Regions from separate parts of the Mus musculus genome. Here region 1 is linked to region 2. A link is a contact called in public promoter capture Hi-C data. All regions are on one chromosome and are shown on one strand. Each heading gives the region's core, a stretch centred on a gene start, on an enhancer-like site or on the middle of the called end of the contact. The rest is flanking DNA. Distances are from core to core; before and after follow the strand shown. Region 1 has its middle 17 kb from the start of 1110028F18Rik. Region 2 overlaps Prmt7 (protein arginine N-methyltransferase 7).

Evidence for each region. Promoter capture Hi-C pulls out the DNA fragments that hold promoters and counts their contacts.
Region 1: a promoter capture Hi-C map of liver shows a contact between it and region 2, with 2.1 times the contacts expected there. The contact joins two enhancer-like sites. A contact is called at or near these places in 1 of 39 promoter capture datasets (liver) and 1 of 9 other capture datasets (pancreatic islet).

The regions. Positions count from the first base shown.
Region 1 is chr8:106,569,275-106,571,974 of GRCm38.p6, reverse strand. No RefSeq gene overlaps it. Among named protein-coding and RNA genes, the nearest start is that of 1110028F18Rik, 17 kb to the left of the region's middle. Within about 2 kb of position 1,339, at least 35 of the 459 cell types and tissues checked have an H3K27ac peak or open chromatin away from gene starts, as enhancers often do. A contact at or near this core is called in liver, where this site is marked.
Region 2 is chr8:106,245,286-106,247,985 of GRCm38.p6, reverse strand. It overlaps Prmt7 (protein arginine N-methyltransferase 7), which reads right to left. Exons shown (of 18, transcript NM_145404.1): 14 at 762-923. Among named protein-coding and RNA genes, the nearest start is that of Prmt7, 36 kb to the right of the region's middle. Within about 2 kb of position 1,360, at least 9 of the 459 cell types and tissues checked have an H3K27ac peak or open chromatin away from gene starts, as enhancers often do. A contact at or near this core is called in liver, where this site is marked.

The DNA.
Region 1 (2,700 bases), core at 90-2,589, 320 kb before region 2:
TTAATCCAGAAAATGTCTCTGCAGGCTTGCCTGAGGCGAACCTGATGGCGGCATTTTCTCAATTGAGGTTCCTTCTTCCCAGAAAACCCTACTTGTGCCAAGTTGACAAAAATCTGATGTGAAGAGTCACCATCTTTAACCAGGGATCAAGGTGGTCCAAGAGATCATCCCTTGTCCCCAGCCAGGTTCTTGTCCTGCCCTCCTCCAGTAATGGAGTGGGCAGACTGAGAGGAGTGTGACTGGGAGGTGCTTTATTATCAGTTTGAGATTAATGGTTTTAAACAGGATCAAACAACTTAAAAGAGACTGTAAGGTAAAGTCCTTTTTCACAATTAAGTTCTTTAAAGTACGAAGGTTTTCCTGTTGACAATCATTTCAAACTATAAATTTATGGATAAATATGTGTGCATATGATTTGTTTAATTTTGTTTTGTTTGAGACAGGGTTTCCCTAGGCAGTCCTGGCTGTCCTGGAACTTGCTCTGTAGATCAAGCTGGCCTGGAACTCAGAGATCCACCTGCTTTTGCCTCCAGAGTGTTGGGATTAAAGGCGTGTGCCACTAAGCCCAATTTTCAAACTTTAAATACACACACACACTCACTCACTTTAAGTTTTTAGATTTATTTATTTTGTGTGAGTGTGTTTGTCTATGAATTACATGTGTGCCTGATGCCCAAAGAGGGAATTAGATCCCCTGAAGTTGGAGTTCCAGTTGGACTGAGTCCCCATGATGCTGGGAACTGACCTTGCTGTCCTCTCGAGTTCTCTTAACCACTGAGCCCATATCTCTAGCCACCTGCAAATTGAAATTTAAATGAACTCCTCACATTGTGGGGTAGCCCACATAATTCTAGAGATGATCCTTGCAGAGAGCAGGATGGCCTTACTCACAATGCTCTGAGGGACTCTGTGAATGGGCAGGAGGACAGCTCTCACGACAGGGAACCTTCTCTCCTGTAAGGCTTAGGGCTCTAGCTGTGAATTTACTGCCCTGTCACCCTGCTGTGTGGTTCATCATTTATGCTCCCACTTTTGAGTGGGAGTTTTCTGAAGTGCTAATGCCGGAACCAGGGCAATTCACACCACTCGCTGTACCATTGAGCTACCAATATACTCAGGCTTTCGAGGGATTCTGTGAGCTCTTTTAAAAGCACTCTCAAGCAGCTGGTCACCCATGCTTTCTTCTCTCTAACCTCTGTCCTTATAGACACAGGAGAGCCCTATCTATCTGAAATCTTATTTTCCTGCCTCTGCATCCAGTTTACTGGGATTATAGACCTGTAGCACCTGGCTCACGCTCGGCACATGTTGATTATTAACTCAGCAAATGAGCTGGCCGGTTTTTATGGTTAATTTGACACACACAACCAAAGTCATTTGGAAAGAGGGTGCCTGTGGCCTTGTCTGTGGGTCATCTGTCATGGTGGATGATAGATGTGGGCGGGCTCTAGTGGGTGAGTGCACCATCCATAGGCAGGTGGGTCTCCAACCTATATGAGCAAGCTCTAGCTGTTCAGTGTGCCAGAAAGCAAGGCAGTAAGCAGTGTTCCTCCATGGGTTTTGTTCAGATCTTGCCCTGAATTCCCTCAGTGATGAACTGTAACCTGGAACGGGAAGTTAAATGGCCCTCTTCCTTCCTTAAATTGCTATTGTTGGGGCTGGAGAGGTGGCTCAGTGGCTAAGAGCACTGACTGCTCTTCCAGAGGTCCTGAGTTCAAATCCCAGCAACCACATGGTGGCTCACAACCATCTGTAATGGAATCAGATGCCCTCTTCTGGTGTGTCTGAAGACAGCAACAGTGTACTCGCATACATTAAATAAATAAATAAATTTTAAAAATTGCTATTGTTCAGAGTGTTTAATTACAACAGTAGACTAGACTAGCACAGAAATGAAGCCTGGGGCTGGGCATGATGGCGCACGCCTTTAATCCCAGCACTCAGGAGGCAGAGGCAGGCGGATGTCTGAGTTCGAGGCCAGCATGGTCTACAGAGTGAGTTCTAGGACAGCCAGGGCTATACAGAGAAACTCTGTTTCAAAAAACAAAAAGCAAAACAAAACAAAACAAAATAAAATTTAAAAAAGATAGAAAAGAAATGAAGCCTGGGAAGGAGACAGAGGTCTATAAACTAAGCACCCAGGAAGATGAGGCAGGAGGATAGACCATTTGAGGCCAGATTATCCTACAGTGAGACCCCGTCTTAAACATAATAAGGGTCTTATTTTGATGGGAAAGGGAGTATGCTACGGATTTAGGTCAGTTGGTAGAGGCCTTGCCTAACACACACCAAGCCTGGGTTTTCTCCCCAGTTTATAAAAGCTGGGGTGGGGATGATACATAAAATAAAGTAAAAAATTCAGGTATTCAGCACTGGAAGTAGCTTGTGGATCTATTTGTCTTTAGTGTAAGCACAGAATATTTCCATCATTGCAGAAACTTCTATTGGACAGCATTGCTTTTGGAGTTTCTCTACATATTTAAGTTAAATAACAACAACAACAAAAAAATCGTACCATCTTACTTTCTCCATTTCTCTCCAAAGGCATTGCCCTTTAAACACAGATCTCCATTTTTCCCTGTCTGCCAGTTCTCCTGGATCTTTCCACATCAACACACAGCAAGCTTCCCCTCTCTTTATTCTCAGGGGCAGAGCCTTCCTCAGTAAATGGGGCACACTATTTAAGCAGACCCCCACTAG
Region 2 (2,700 bases), core at 111-2,610:
AGGAAACAATTACTTAGAACTCCTAGACTGAGGATGCTGTAGGCAGCTCTCAGGGACCTGGGGGCCTGTGAACACAGCATGAAAGGAGAGAAGGCCCCCAGCACACTCTGGACAGTTCATCTCCTGCCTTAGCCAGGTTAGAATAAGCACACTTTTCTACAGCCACTCTTCAGTCACGAGAGCCAAGACCCGTATGGAAATTCCATTGGGTAAATAACAGAAAAATGCCCAGAAATTAAGAGATGGAAGCATGAGGCTACAGATAGAGCCATTCTCTTACAAGAATATCAAATGTGATTCACTCTCCATTTCAGGTACAAAGCACTTCAAAATCCTTTTAATAAAAAAATGCCTTTCCCAAAATGACTTGGTGACTACTGTGCTTCTGCTTTGATGAGAGAATTAAAATGAAGCTTTTCAATTCCTTCTTGCATAAAAAAAGAGAAGTCCCCTTCTCGGAACGCTCTAACAGCCGCGGCCTCCATTCTCCTAAGAGCACGGCGAGCTGCACAGTCAGAGCGTGCCTCCTGAAACACTTAATTTATGTCTTTAATTATTCTGATAAGCCACAATTGTAAAATGACAACACACAGTCATTTCCATTTCATATGTCAAATTACTGCTTTTTAAAAGTGCAGCCACTGATGCAGAAAAGAAAAGTGTCGTCGGCAGGGCCCAAGCTGCTCCCTCTGCACTCAAGGACTCTCGGGCACACAGCCTCCCCACCCTGTTGCTTTTCCATAGAGTCCTGGGTCACTTACCCTGAACTCCACAATCACGGCATGCAGTGAGGCAGCCTGAGGCATCACCACAGCTCCAGGTGCTAGGTGCTGGTCCACAGAGGTACGGACATACCAGAAGTACAGGTTGTGCCATGGCAGCAGGCTGGTGGTGAAAAAGGGTTCACCCAGGAGGAGGGAGACCTGGCAACAGGACAGGAAAAACCAAGTGTCAGGAGTGAAGCTAACACGTGAGGGGCACTCGGCAATTTCACGGGAGCATGTAACAGTCCGTCTCTCCGTCCATTCATTCACTCATTCATTTACTCATTCATTCCCTCAGTTAACAAATGAGCATGCTCCTGAGGACACAGAGGACAGCAGAACAGAGGAAGGACACAAACAGGGGAGGGGGCAGTCGTCACTGGAAAGAAGCCGCGGTTAGTGCATGCAGGCGCTTCAGAGAGGGCTTCCTGAAGGAATTCTGCCAATCCACAAACGACTGTTTCACCCCAGTGTATCCATACCAGATGAACAACATGTCATTGTCAATGAACCCAAGCAGATGTGGACACTGGCAGCAAGGTCCCTGGCAGACGGCATTTCCATCACCATTTGTGAAATAAGCAAACAGATTTATGTCTAAGAGTCAGAAGTCAGACCGAAGGGCAGAGACCAAGCAAGGGTGTGAGTGAGAGCAAGGCCCTCTAGACCTAAGTCAGGAGAGGATGTGGGCAGGCCAGCAAGAGGAGTCCAGACCAGCCAGGATCCAAATAGCTAAGGAGGCCCAACTTGCCCTGAAGGCAAGAGGCCTTCCTAAAAGCTTTAGCCAGGGATTCAAAAGATAGAGCATGTACTTTAAAAGATCCTTCTAAGGACCATGAGGTATACAGGCAGAACACTGCAAGTAGAAAGGTGACTGGCGACACTCCAAGGGAACGTTACAGCACTCAGGCTGTGTGGGTCGGGAAAGCCCAGGCAGGGTCTGAGACTCTCCATGGCCTCAGTGAACGGGAAGCAGAGGACGGGCAATGGACACAGCACAAGTCAGACCAGGGTTCACCCTGAAACTACAATGTATATGGAGCCTTGAATATGTTAAATGTAAGAAGTCAGTTACAAAGGGCCATGTAGTATATGATTTCAAATATATTATTCATCTAGAATAGGCAAACCCCCAGAGACAGAGAGTAAACTAGTGGCGGCCTAGAGTGTGGGAACACATGAGTGTGGCCACCAATAGAAAAAGAGTATCTTTGAGGGTCATAAAAATGCCCTCAAGCTGACCTGGTGATAGCCGCATACTTCACAGTTACCTCACTTGGCCATACACTTTAAATGAGTGACTTGTATGCTGTATGGATAAATCCCAGCTGTCATTTTATAAAAAGCATGAGGGGAAATAGGCAAGAGGCTTACACACATCATCAACTGAGACTTACACACAGCTGACAAGAACATGAAAAGATGCTCACGATTACTGGCTATCAAGAAGAAACAAAGTCAAAGCACAACGACAGCGAGTGTGTTCCCACTCAAAAGGAGAGGACACACAAGGAATCCTCGCACACTTGCTGGACAACAGTGCAGCAGTCGTTGCTTCTTTTCTTTATAATGTTCTTTTCTTTATGTGCATTGGTGTTTTGTCTGCGTGTATGTCTGTGTAAATGTCAGAAATGCAACTGGAGTTACAGACAGCTGTGAGCCACCATGTGGGTGCTAGGGATGGAACCCAGGTCCTCTGGAAGAGCAGCAGCCAGTGCTCTCATCTCCCCAGCCCTCAGTGGCTTCTTAAGAAGTTACACACCCATCACTGGAAAGAGAGGCCCATTGGACACGCAAACTTTATATGCCCCAGTACAGGGGAACGCCAGGGCCAAAAAGGGGGAGTGGGTGGGTAGGGGAGTGGGGGTGGGTGGGTATGGGGGACTTTTGGTATAGCATTGGAAATGTAAATGAGCTAAATACCTAATAAAAAATG